2 separate regions of the Zea mays genome follow, and region 1 is linked to region 2. The links are chromatin contacts, called in public Hi-C maps. All regions are on one chromosome and are shown on one strand. Each heading gives the region's core, a stretch centred on a gene start, on an enhancer-like site or on the middle of the called end of the contact. The rest is flanking DNA. Distances are from core to core; before and after follow the strand shown.

The links. Hi-C and Micro-C count contacts between places; a contact is called where the count stands out from the background.
Region 1: a Hi-C map of tassel shows a contact between it and region 2, with 1.9 times the contacts expected there. The contact joins the promoter of LOC542309 here to the promoter of LOC100382638 in region 2. A contact is called at or near these places in 2 of 25 Hi-C or Micro-C datasets (bundle sheath and tassel).

What each region holds. Positions count from the first base shown.
Region 1 is chr6:176,805,859-176,812,759 of Zm-B73-REFERENCE-NAM-5.0, forward strand. LOC542309 (G-box binding factor 1) reads left to right here and starts at 2,955. Exons shown (of 12, transcript NM_001136956.1): 1 at 2,955-3,076; 2 at 3,957-4,032; 3 at 4,347-4,391; 4 at 4,469-4,558; 5 at 4,631-4,714; 6 at 5,654-5,790; 7 at 5,896-5,941; 8 at 6,056-6,098; 9 at 6,391-6,611; 10 at 6,811-6,888. The coding sequence starts at 3,973.
Region 2 is chr6:176,649,120-176,656,420 of Zm-B73-REFERENCE-NAM-5.0, forward strand. It overlaps LOC100382638, which reads right to left and starts at 1,432. Exons shown (of 1, transcript NM_001175362.1): 1 at 1-1,432. The coding sequence starts at 1,326. The coding sequence ends at 157.

The sequences.
Region 1 (6,901 bases), core at 1,705-4,204, 160 kb after region 2:
CCACAATATTTTTCCACTATGATTGCAGTTGCAACAGTCCGAACAACTGTAGCAACCATCACATTACAATATTGTGAACCAAACGACGCCTAAGTGTCTACCAACTCTATGGACACTTAGAACTAGGTAGTCCTTAACATTCTCGATCATCCTTTAAAAAATGACCATTCATTTTCATCGTTAAGGCATGAATACCACGTAATCCCAGTCATCTTCAATTATTATGACCTAACCAACCTTGTTTCTACAAAACATTCTTTGGCTACAATAATTTTATATTATCATTAATTACCAAAACCAAACTAGAGCATAGATGTTTTCAATTTCTATTTTTGGTGATTGATGACAACCTATCATCGAGTATTGTATAGGAAAAGGAGTTGTAATTATGTAGATGTTTTGATCCTCATATAGACTAGAATATAGTTCAAATCCATATTGTACTTATCTAAGACTCAAAATCGGTTCCTAATTATGTACGCCACCATGAGGAGTTATTCTTTATCCAATAGATCAACATGCATCGTACGTAGACCTGAGTTTGGACTATCAATGATTCTTCCAAACACCTTTATTCTTTTATATGGTAATTGAAATCATGACGAGTCCATCGTCATCTACCTCCACAAACCATCTCCTTGGCCTACCCATTTTTGTGGAGCTGATGAAGTCCAACCATGCACTATATATGACACATGCAGGTTAGGGATGCTATCTACAACGCAAAGTTGCTCAACTTCCTGATCGATGACACTAAGGTGTCACCAGCCAAAATGTCCTAGAAGGGCAATGATGGAAAAGAGATTGAGGTGGACAGTCCAGGGTATGAAGACTGGAAAGCTATAGATCAACAAGTCCCAAAGTTATCTCCTTTTACCGCTATAAAAAGACATGTTGATTTAAGTTTATTTGGTAAAAAACATAGTTAAAGATAGGACAGAGATCCAAGGCTCCTTTGACTCATAAACAAGTGCAAGGATCGTCAATATACGGTTGACCCTAGCAAATAGCAAAAGTGCAATCTATCTATTTTTTGAATACTTTGGACAAAACGAAATTCATGGGTGATGAGATGTCTGAAGTTGGCCTTTTCTATATAATACGAAGAATTGGTAGAGTACATTCTTACCGGTCCAATAGCGACTACCTCCGACTGGTCTCTCCTGTCCGTGCTATGTAGCTCAATGATATTAGCGAGCTTTAGTCAAGCTTATTAATGTTTGTTTAGGTCTAATTGTAATTAGATACCACATTGAAAACTAATACCAGCCTATTCAAACTTATTAATGTTGTCACACGAGTGTGAATCATTACCGCTGTCATTTACGTTACAGTTGTGAACCAAACGATACCTTAGAGTAGTGTGATAAGACTTTATTTTTCTGTAGTTGTACTATAAAGGATGACATGAAACAAATAGCTTAACATAGGCAAACCTTAGTTAGGTGTAGTGGTGCACAATTCTGAAAACTAGTGATGGATAAATCCAAGAGGGTCCATGCAAAGTTTAAAACAAAATCCAACTTAAAAAGCGATTGAACAAGTGAGATGTTGGTGTTGCGGTAGCATCAAACGTGTTCGATGGGTACCATATATGGGCAATCAGACATGAGTGTGTCCTAATACATTTCGGTGGGTACCATATATGGGCCACCAGGCATTAATGTGTCCTAATATGTTTGAGCGCAACTTAGAAAGTCAGAGTTACGATCTATGTTATTTGGTTCAAAAAAATATAAATAGATGATTTTGAAAAAAAAACAAACTTTGAAAATAACTCTTTTTTGTTAGACTTTTTTTTTGAGAAGCAAAAGCTGGTTGGCCCAATGCAACAAACCCACGTGGGATCACCCATCCACCTCCCAAGTCAGGATAAGCTAGCTAGGTCCCTGAGCTGTCACCTAGTCAGTGACGTCTCGTTGCTCCCGTGGGCCCCCACGGCTATAGTACTGCGGGGTGCGGGCTACGTGGTTCAATCGCCTCCTGACTCATACGCAGGCGCACATGGGCTTCGACGTGGCGCGTTGACGCTCACGTTTGCCCTTCTCTCGCAGCAAAGGCTGACCTGTGGGCCCGTGCGCGCATGGGTCCCGTCGACCGGAGAAAGGCAAAGTCCTCGTGCGCGTGAAGAAAATGATCCTCTTTCGTCGCCTCGGAATATTTGCGTTGCGTTCCTGGTCTCGGGAAAGTATTTTATTCCGGCCGCGGGGGGGCCCATCCGGGATGCGGCCACCACGTCACCCACATGACTGGGATGCAAAGCTGGCCACCGAGGCACGCCGCACGCCGGGCGGCGACGCGTACACCGGCGAGGCGGTCGACACGTTACCGTGTGGTACACCGGCGGTGGTGTGACGAGGAATAAACAAATGGGCCCCTCCCGGCTCCCGCATCCGTCGCCCAGCTCACCGTCCGTCAGCCACTCACCCTCCTGCCTCCCCACTTCACTTGCAGCATTGGCCATGCCATTGCCATCTGCCCATCTCCAGGGTTCCAACCATATTCCAAAGTGCACAATGGAAACGTACACAAATTACGGTCTTTCACTCCGTTTCGATGAAAGTTTCGCGTACTGTAATGTATCGCTCTATCGAATTTAAAGATTATATAAAGGTCTAGAGTTTTGGCTTTTTAAGGCCATTAATTGTGGACGAATCACAACTAGCTAGAGGACCAATGACCATGCTAGCGACGGGGGAACTGTTGGGTGCCAAGGTCTTAACTCTAAAAAAACCAAGTGGGCCCGAGCAAGTACGTGGGACGCAATCCAAGGTGCGTGTAGCAGGTATTCCAGGCCGACACGACCCAGTGGCCCAGTCCTTATCACCGACACGTGTCTCGTGACGTGGCTCAAGCCTTTGGCGCGCCTCTCCCTCTCCCCTCCCCTCGTCCCATTCCTCCTCTGTCCTCCCCCACTCGCTCCCGTTCTCCCCTGCCTCGCCGCCTCTCTCCCTGTCGTACCCACCTGCCCCCTCGCGGTCTCTCTCTCCTTCCTGATTGGATCAATCTGGCCTCGCGGCTCCGACTGATCCGTGGCGCCTCGCTCCCGAGCGGAACCACCACCTGATTTGACGAGGTGAGAATTGAGATGGCTCCCAGTTTCAATTCTGCGGGCAATGCGTTGATTTCTCCCGCCTCTCTGCGCGGATTCATGCAGCATCCAGTTGCATCCAGTTATTTGGCTTAGCCTCGTCGTTTATATTAGAGTAGTTCGTGGGCGATGATTATTATTACGATGGCTAAATTCGAGTTATGCACATATTCATCACGGAGACCCCGAGAGTTGGTGCATGATGCACTGAATCCCAGCTGCACATGTTTAAAACAGCGACACAGTTATGTCCCAGTAGGAGGTATTATTTTCTATTGATCTTTCGAGTGCAGCATCGTCGCGTCAGCAGCGGCGCAAGCTCTATACTGGTCAGACCCATTATGTGTATTCCATTCCCACCTACAGTCGTTGAATCACTCGTCTGCATCTCATCGAAGCTGGTGATGCAAGCTTCGTCTGAAGCTTTGCATGCATCCTTAGCTTATTAACTGGTGAAGTGGTTTCTTTCGCCCTGTAACTCTTTGGGTGTAACTTATGGAGAGCGATTAGCAAATTATTACCGTTTTAGATAGTTCTGCGTCAAGATTTTAAACCATTTTTTTCTTTAAGTTTTTTGCTGTCTCTGTCACCCTTTGCGTGAAGAGAGCTAGGTGGGCCGTAGAAAAGGCTTCAGTTCAGATCTCATTTCAGATAGCACAGGACCAATCTGGTCTGCAGTGTTCAACTGGAATATAAGATTTCGCTGCATAGGTCAAAGGTTTGTACGAGTGAAAAAGGTATTTATTTTTAAGTTCATTTAGTATTATTTTGGCTGGCTGAATTGTATATTTCTATGTTATTTTACTATACTATTGAAAAAATGAGTAAATTGTATGTTGTGATAATCTGAACTTTTACATGACAGACTAGCAGATACTGTCATGGCTCAGGATGAAGCTGTGGCTACCCAAAAGACTGGAAATACAACATCTCCTTCTAAGGTAATAATTTCTGATATTTAGTAGTAGTATTGTTTCGAAAATATGATTAAATAGTGCTTACTCACAATTTCGAAGCCAACTCATGCATACAATTAGAACTTCTCTTAAAACTGAAGCAAGGACATAACTGAACCACTTCCCTTCAGACCTACATGTCACATGTGTTCTTAATCTGTCAATATGACATGCATAGTGAATCTTGCCTGGTCATGCTCATTCTTATTGCTGTTTTTGAGATCTTACAAGGAATGATAACATAATTTATTTCTGACTAGTTAATTTTTTAGTGTCTCATCAATTATTTCTATTTGCAGGATTACCCAACTCCTTCTCCATATCCTGATTGGTCAACCATGCAGGTAGAATTTGAGTACTTTGCTGCACTCCCACCTCGTTGGAACAGGGTGGTCTAAGCAATAAGCACGATATTTCACAGGCATATTATGGCCCTGGTGTCTTGCCACCAACATATTTTACTCCTGCAATAGCTCCAGGTCATCCACCGCCATATATGTGGGGTCCTCAGGTATTTGAGCTTGATCTCCGTATCCATAATATGCTGAGTAAAATCTAATTCCCCTTCTCTGTGTCTCTACAGCCTATAATGCCACCCCCTTTCGGGACACCATATGCTGCAGTATACCCACATGGTGGAGCTTACCCACACCCCCTTGTGCCCATGGTAATGATGCCTATGGACATTTTTTGTTTAATTAAGCACACTATATATGTCCAAACTTGGCTGATCAAGTGACCAAGCCATTCAATGTAGGAAATGGAAAGTAAAACTTGATTATAGTTGGACAACATTTCTACTCTTTTGGTCTGTAGTTCACCATTGATGCACAGCATGTAGAATGTTGTCCATAACCTGTAATTTTGTAGCCTCATCAGAACAAAGGATCTGCACTGTGCATCTAGCTCTATTTTATATTAGCTGCCCGAGGCTTGCCCTACCAGCAGAAGATGCTGCGCACTTATTAATCATCCATTGCCGCTACTCCATTCGGATCTGGGACAAGATATATGCCTGGCTTGCGGCTGTTTTGGAGCCTCGTGGGGTATGTGAAAATTTTATATCGGTGACAGAGTGGTGGAATGAGGTTGTACACTCAAAACTCAAAAGGGTGTCCTAGAAAGGCATTTTGTTCGATCCCAATTCTGTAACCTGGGAAATCTCGAAGGAGCGAAATGCAAGAATTTCAATCGGAGACACTCTTTGGCAATCTATCTTGTGACAAAGATAAAGGAGCAGGCCACGACTTGGGGCAGTGCAGGTGCAAGACACCTTAAGGAGATCCTACAGAGCACTTAGCTTTTTGCTGTAAATTCTTGTTAGTCTTTCCTTCCTCTCGTATTTATGCATGTTTAACAATGTATACAGTTGTTGGCTTAAGCCTCTTCCCCTATTTTTAAATAAATGGCAGATCCTGCCTGTCTACGTTCAAAAAATATATATTTACACTTCATCATGCCCTTGGACGATCTACTAATCTCCTTTAGTTCCTTCTAAAGTTATTATGTTCATCTTTGTCTTAATCACTAAGAATAAATCATTCGTTTTTGAAGTTTTCCATTCTAATCAATGTTATCAATTTGATGTTCTCATGCTGCTTTCAAGATGTCAACTCCAATGAGCGTGGAGCCAGCCAAATCTACAAATAGCAAGGAGAAAAATTCCAATAAGAAACTTAAGGAAATAGATCGGACTGCAGTGTCTGCTGGCAGTGGTAACAGTAAAAGAACAGTGTCATCCATGTATGGCATACATTTTGCTTCTGTCTGTGGATTCTTTTACTGCCCCCAGCCCCCTCCTGTTCTCTTTTGGTAAACTGAAGTTATATTTTCTGACTATTTATCCAGTGAAGATTACAGTGCAGAAGGCTCAAGCGATGTAAACGATCAGAATGTATGGTATTCTGCGCACTCAGTTGATATGCTTTGAAATATATTTGTTTTAATTTTTTGAGTCCTCTGGATTGTGGGGTGGTTCATCATTACACTGAACTTTTGCATAACTCAGGTGAACGAAACGTCCAGGAAGCGGAGCTCAGATGGTGGACCTGGTATTTTACTTCTCTAACAAGTCTTTCAGTGTATATAGATACCATGCTAGTCATTACTTCTCGCCAATACTTGTTAGAGGCAGAGATGTTACCTAATATAATCAGTCATTCTGCCAAATTGGTCATCTTGTTCTCTTCTACTATGCCTTCTTCAGTGGTCCCGCGTGCATGTTTTCCTTTTGACAATAGTTGCACAAAACCTTTCAGTTGCTTCAGGGGGTAGTAACTAGATCAAACCATGTTCTGTGCATCAGAACATGCAAGAAAATGGCTAATCAAAATATATTTGCAGGCGCAGAAACCACCACAGGTGGAAACACGGAATGTGTTTTAGCTCCTAACCATACGCTGGGGAATGCTACCATTTTGCCACAACACTGCTTTTCAGCTCCAGTAATTAAGCCCAGTGCTACAAATGTCGCGAACTCGAGGGCGATAGGCACAGCATTATCTCCACCACCTGGTGTGATGGTTCCAGTTCATAATGCAGTACCATCTGACTTATCAGTTAAGGTATGTATGTCCCATCTGTTATTGCATAGGAGTGGTTGCAAGCTGGCAGTTAAGAAAAAAAAAGTAGATATTTTGAAGGGCTGAATTTCGATAGGTTATTTTTGAATTTTGAAAAAGTTTTTTTCCTTATAACCTTGATATTTCTACCTAGAACCTGTCATGTTTAGGCAATAACTGTTTTGTGGTTCATCGACTGCAGGATGAGAGGGAATTGAAGCGCGAAAAGAGGAAGCAGTCAAATAGGGAGTCTGCTAGACGATCAAGGCTGAGAAAACAGGTGTGCTGTGTGA
Region 2 (7,301 bases), core at 182-2,681:
GAACACTTGTCCAGGGAAAGCACCCTCCTTGCCATGCCAGCCAGCCAGCCAGATTAGGGGATTTGAGGCTAAGATCTCTTTGTCGATGGATGTGTGGAGGGGAGGGGAGCCGGGGTGGGTGGGTGGGTGGGATTGAGAAGAGAACGGATACTAGTACTATTGGTGTGCGGGGAAGCCGTCGACGAGCTCCACCGGGTAGCGGTCAATGCAGTCCTCCCAGGGGCTGTCGGGCGACGGCTTGACGTTGCGCAGGGCGTGCCACACGGCGCTGTTGCACTTGAACCCGCTGCCGAAGGCGATCTGCCAGACGCGGTGGCCGCGGCGGACGCGGCCCTTGGCCTCCATGTAGGCGAGCTCGTACCAGATGGAGCTGCTGGAGGTGTTGCCGAACCGGTGGAGCGTCATCCGGGACGCCTCCACGTGCGCGGGGCTCAGCTGCAGGTTCTTCTCCAGCTCGTCGATCACGGCGCGCCCGCCCGCGTGGATGCAGAAGTGCTCGAACGCCAGCTTGAAGTCCGGGATGTAGGGCTTCGTCTTGGCGCTCACCAGCAGCTTCTTGGCCACCAGCGTCGCGAAGAAGAGCAGCTGCTCGCTCACGGGCAGCACCAGCGGGCCCAGCGTCGTGATGTTGGTCTTCAGCGCGCCGCCCGCGATGGCCATCAGGTCCTTGGACAGCGACACGCCGGTCTTGCCCTCGCCGTCCTGCTCCTGGTACACGCAGTTGAAGGCCCTGTCGTCCGCGCCCTTGTGCGTGCGCACCACGTGCCTCAGGACGTACTTGGCGCGCCGCCGGTCGCCGCCGCGGTTCGACAGCAGCACCGCCGCGCCGCCCACGCGGAACAGGCAGTTGGGGATCAGCATCGACTTGCGGTTCCCGAAGTACCAGTTCTGGGTGATGTTCTCCGTGCTCACCACCACGGCGTAGGTGCCGCGGTGCACCTGCAGCATGTCGCGGGCCAGGTCCACGGCGATGACGCCGGCGCTGCAGCCCATCCCGCCCAGGTTGAAGCTGCGGACGTTCCCGCGGAGCTTGTACTTGTTCACGATCATGGCCGACAGCGACGGCGTCGGGTTGAAGAGGCTGCAGTTCACCACGAGCACGCCCACGTCCTTGGGCCTGACGCCCGTGGACCTGAACAGGCTGTCGAGCGCGCCGAACATGACGGTCTCGGCCTCGGCGCGGGCGTTGGCCATCGTGGGCTGGGGCGGGAGCGCGTGCATGGCCTCGGGGACGTACGTCTCCTCGCTGAGCCCGGACCGCTCCAGGATCTTGCGCTGAAACTCCAGCGCGTCGTCGGAGAAGCCGCAGAGCTTGGAGTGGCGCATGAATTCCTCGAACCGGACCTGGAGGTGCGCGGGCGGCTTGTAGCAGGCGAAGTCCACGAGGTACACGGGGCGGGGGCGGGTGAGCACGTAGACGGTGGCGCCGAACACGAGCACGGCGGAGAGGACCAGCACGGACACGAGGTTGTACTGGAGGTGGAGCCACAGCTGCCGCAGGTCCTCGGGGTCGGTGCGCCCGGCCTCCAGGAGGATCACGGCCATCAGCGGGAGCAGCATCAGTGTCAACAGGTGGGTGATGAGGTAGTGGTACCCCAGCTTGACGTACTTGAGGTTCACGCTCTGGAGAAAGTCCGGCAGCCGCCGGTGAGGCGGCGTCGCCGCGGCCGCAGCTGATGGTGGGGCGGCGCCTCCGTTCATCGTTCCTCGGCCCGCCTAGATCTGGAAGCGGAGTGCGAGTCAAAGACGGGGGTGTGCGTGGACTGGATGAATTGAATGGATCCTTCTCGTTGGTGGAGGCGTCGCTGGTCTTGTGGTCGCTGTAATCGTGGGAGATGGAGATGGTTGCGCCGCGGCAGAGAGGAGCTGGCGGACGACGCGAGGTGGGGGTGTTGGTAACGGGCGTGACCGCCGGAGGTGGGAGCGAATCCGGCGGCGGTGGCGTAGGACGGAGCGGGGCACACGGGTTCTTGCGGAGACCGGAGAAGGAGAGGGGATAAATAATCGTTTCTTCTAAAGATTTTGCAGAAGCACCCTGTAGAAATCCCGTATTTCTTGCTCAGGTAAGAGTGAGGTTCTCTTGTTGAGGACATATCTCGGGCACATGAAAGTTTGGTGCACATGGTGCATATATTAAATCATCATCACTCATTTTAGATCTAATGTCTCTAATTGATCATTCAATTTACAAATAACACCTTCCACCACTACACACCACCACGTTGGAGGGTGTTCTTAGCAAAATATACCAAACAATTAGAGACGTTAGATCTAAAATGAGTGGTGATAATTTAATATATACACCACGTGCACCATATATGTTTCCTCTCTTGTTCTCTATATGAATAATACATACATGCAGCCAACTATTTAAATCTTAAATTTAAAAAGTAAAAAAACACTTCTCCAATAGTTTTTTAAGTGCTTGTTTGATGGCTAAATTTAGTTACTTACCATCTAACGACATTTACTGTCCAAATTTGATAACTTGATAGTAACTCCTAAAACACAGTTGTCGTTGATTCATTCACACCTACGATGTTTATTTTTTTCTCTCTTTTCCATACTGCGAGGTAGTCATATCTGACATTTTTTCATTTCTTGTGCAGTTAGGCAGTCATGTCCGATATGTATGACATAACCTTCTCCTGCACTGTCGGACCATCACTCACCCACATGTCACATCGCTAGACTATCTCTTCCCAACAGGTCACGTCGATCGACCTTCACCTCTGTCCTTGATGTCCACTATCCTCGATCTTATCGTGAGACAGATTATATGGGAGCAGGGCTATCAAAACTAAATTTAAAATCAAACTATTATTTAAATATGAGGAACTGTTAGAACCAAAATATTTTTTTAGCTCCAATAACTATTTAACAACTAGCTAAATATAAATTTATGAAGCTTTTTCTAGAGAACTATTGTAGTTGTTCCCACGTGCAAGAGCCTTAGGCCCTGTTTAAACCCATAGAGCTAGCTAATAAACTAACTATTAGCTATGATTTAACTAGTAATTAGCTGGTTTTGTTTAGAATCTTTAAGGTTGTAAAGTTATTTTTAGTAGGTAATTATTAGCTCTAGAGATTTTATCTTCCATTTCAAACTCAACTTTATAAATAATATGTACAATTCACCGTGCAAAAATAGTGTTTTATACGTGTGTGTGTGTATATATATATATATATATAAATATATATATATTTATATATACATATATAATCTGTTGATCATAGTCTTACATTTTTTGTGACATATAAGGATCCCAAAATATTTTACCTGACAATCTTTAATATATATATATATATATATATATATATATATATATATATATATATATATATATATATATATATGTCGGCGTTTCGAGACCGGGGGGTCCCTGGGCCGACGAGTGAGTGTCGCCACGTGTCCCAGCCCAGATGGGTCGAGCGCGAGGGCGAGCGCGAAGGGGGAGAGCGAGGCGGCCGGAGACCGGCGTGAGAGAGGTGGGAATCCCACGGCCTTCGTGTTCGTCCCGCGCCCAGGTCGGGTGCGCTTGCAGTAGGGGGTTACAAGCGTCCACGCGGGAGAGGGAGCGAGCGGCCCCAAGCGAGCGCCTGTCTCGTCCTCGTCCCCGCGCGGCCAACCCCCTCTAAGAGGGCTCTGGTCCTTCCTTTTATAGGCGTAAGGAGAGGATCTAGGTGTACAATGGGGGGTGTAGCAGAGTGCTACGTGTCTAGCGGGGGAGAGCTAGCGCCCTAAGTACATGCCGTCGTGGCAGCCGGAGAGATTTTGGCACCCAGCTGGCGTGATGTCGTGGCCGTCGGAGGAGCGATGGAGCCTGGCGGAGGGACAACTGTCGGAGCGGTTGGGTCCTTGCTGACGTCCTCTTGCTTCCATAAGGGGGCTGAGAGCCGTCGTCGTCACAGAGCATGCGGCGCGCCATCATTGCCTATCTGGCGGAGCTAGCCAGATGGGACGCCGGTCTGGTTCCCTGCGGCCCGAGTCAGCTCGGGGTAGGGTGATGATGGCGCCTCCTGTTGACGTGGCTGGCCTGCGCCCTAGGTTGGGCGATGCGGAGGCTCCTCCGAAGCCGAGGTCGAGTCTGTCTTCCGTGGCCGAGGCCGAGTCCGAGCCCCTGGGTCGGGCGAGGCAGAGGTCGTCGGCTGAGGCCAGGGCGGAGTCCGAGCCCTGGGGTCGGGCGAAGCGGAGTTCGTCGTCTTCTAGGACTTAGCCCGAGTCCGAGCCCTGGGTCGGGCGGAGCGGAGTTCGCCGTCTTCCGGGACTTAGCCCGAGTCCGAGCCCTGGGTCGTGCGGAGCGGAGTTCGCCGTCTTCCGGGACTTAGCCCGAGTCCGAGCCCTGGGTCGGGCGGAGCGGAGTTCGCCGTCTTCCGGGACTTAGCCCGAGTCCGAGCCCTGGGTCGGGCGGAGCGGAGTTCGCCGTCTTCCGGGACTTAGCCCGAGTCCGAGCCCTGGGTCGGGCGGAGCGGAGTTCGCCGTCTTCCGGGGCTGAGCCCGAGTTCGAGCCCTGGGTCGGGCGAAGCGGAGCTTCCTATGGTGCCTTCGGCGGGGCCTGACTGCCTGTCAGCCTCACTCTGTCAAATGGCACCGCAGTCGGAGTGGCGCAGGCGGCACTGTCCTTCTGTTAGGCCGGTCAGTGGAGCGGCGAAGTGACGGCGGCCACTTCGGCTCTGCCGGGGGGCGCGCGTCAGGATAAAGGTGTCAGGCCACCTTTGCATTAAATGCTCCTGCGACTTGGTCGGTCGGTGCGGCGATTTAGTCAGGGTTGCTTCTTAGCGAAGGCAGGGCCTCGGGCGAGCCGGAAATATGTTCGCCGTTGGAGGGGGGCCTCGGGCGAGACGGAAATCCTCTGGGGTCGGCTGCCCTTGTCCGAGGCTAGGCTCGAGCGAGGCGTGATCGAGTCGCTCGAATGGATTGATCCCTGACTTAGTCGCACCCATCAGGCCTTTGCAGCTTTATGCTGATGGGGGTTACCAGCTGAGAATTAGGAGTCTTGAGGGTACCCCTAATTATGGTCCCCGACAGTAGCCCCCGAGCCTCGAAGGGAGTGTTAGCACTCGCTTGGAGGCTTTCGTCGCACTTTTTTGCAAGGGGACCAGTCTTTCTCGGTTGCGTTTTGTTCCGGTGGGTGCGCGTGAGCGCACCCGCCGGGTGTAGCCCCCGAGGCCTCGGAGGAGTGGTTTCACTCCTCCGAGGTCTTAATGCCTCGTGTAATGCTTCGGCTGGTCTGGTTGTTCCCTCATGCGAGCTGGCCGTAGCCCGGGTGTACGGTCGGGTCCCAAGTTCTCGGGCAGATATGTTGACGCTGTCAACGGTTCGGCCGGAGCCGGGTTTGCGAGAGCAGCCCCCGAGCCTCGGCACAGGGCGAGAGGGCGATCAGGGACAGACTCGGCTTTTTTACATACGCCCCTGCGTCGCCTTTCCGCAAGGAGGAGGGGGGAAAGCGCCATGTTGCCCTCGATGGGCGCCGAACATGGTGTCTCCGGTGAGCTGCAAGCGGGTAATCCGAGTGGACGTCCGTGCCCCGTTCGTTAGGGGTCGGCTAGGGGCCCAGAGGCGCGCCCAAAAGTACCTGCGGGTGATCTGTCGGACCCGGTCCCCTGGCGACAGGGTCCGAGGGCTCGATGCCTCCCTCTGATGGGATTCCGTTACAAGATCGCTCCCGCTGGTCTCGGAAATGTCCTAGGGTACCTCGGGAGCGCAGCCCGAGCCTTGGTTATGTATCGAACGTACCCATGGTCATCCCTCGCTCGGCGCCTGAGGCGGCTGTGAACCCTTCGGGGGCCAGCCTTCGAACCCCTGATCAGTAATGGGCACGGAGCCCGAGTAGCCTGAGGCGGCCGTGGAACCCTTCGGGGGGCCGGCCTTCGAACCTCTGACCAGTAGTGGGTGTAGGGCCCACGCGATCTGAGGCGGCTGTCGAACCCTTCGGGGGCCAGCCTTCGAACCTCTGATCAGTAGGGAGGCTCGGAGCCTAGTTCCTTCACAGGGAAGGACCCTTTTCGGGATATCCCCCTTTCCCGGTCCCTGTTGCAAGAGAGAGAGAAAGAGGAAAAAAGGAAAAGGATACGAAATCGAACGACGCGGCGTACCTTTACTGGCGCGGTCATTATGGCGAAGGCGAAGCATCGCCCGCTTCTCCTGCCAGAGGCGCCGCCTGTCCCGCCGCGGAGTTAATGCGACGGGGCGAGTGGTCGGCGGGGCGACCGTTGCGCGTGCGCGAGTCGTCCGGGGAACGGCTGTTCGCTTTGCGTTTTCGAATCCCGCGTCCGGTCCGGGCGGAACGTTTGAACCGGTCTCGCCTTGGTCTTTATATACCCGGGAGAGGGTCTGGTGACGGTTCTTTGCTCCGCTTCCTGCCTCCTTCTTAGGTTTTCGTAGCCCGAGAGACTTAGCCAGAGAAGAGGAAACCACCCTTCCTGCCCCTTGCGCCGCCATCCCTTCCGCTCGGTGATGGCTGACCGGGTGACCATCATCTCGCCACGCGATCTATGGCCTTTTTCCACGGTGACGGCGAGTGATCTGGAGGATCTGGTTGGCGAGGGTTTACTTCGCCCTCTCACCGATGAGCAGCGACCGGAATGGATTCCTCCCGTGGGCGAAGCCGCTCCGTCCCCACCGCCGGGGTACATCGTGAGCTTCGTCTCCTTCCACGAGCAGGGATTCGGTGTGCCGGCGGGCCGCTTTATGCGGGCGATCCTGCACCACTACGGGGTGGAGTTGCACAACCTCACCCCTAACTCCATCTCGCAGGCCGCCATCTTCGTAGCGGTGTGCGAGGGGTACTTGGGGATCACCCCCATTGGGATTTGTGGACCCATCTCTTTTTCGCGGAGCTTTTTGACTCGCCAACGGGGGAGAGGAAAGTCCGCGCAGCGGTGCGGGCCGGCGGCTGCACCCTCCTGCTGAGGCAGTCGCGGGCGTCGCTGTATATTCCTGCCATCCTCGCGTCCTCGAACAAGGGGTGGCAGCGCCGGTGGTTCTACCTCCGGAATGACGGCGAGTTGCTCCCGCCGTTCTCCCAGCGAGTAGTCACCACTGCCGCCGACGCTTGGCGCCACAGGACCCCGCACGAAAGACAGAAGAACCTCGAACCCCTTCTCCAGGCCTTGGAGGCGTTGCGGAAGGGGGGACTCACCGCTGCGGGAGTGATCGCCGCCATCCACCGTCGGAGGGTGCTTCCCTTGGCGGAGCGACGACTGTCGCTTTGGGAGATGACACCGGAGGCTGACTTGGAGGGCTCGCGGATGTCCTCTGATCCTCTTCCCTTCGACGCCCTCCACGGGCGGGTGTCCGT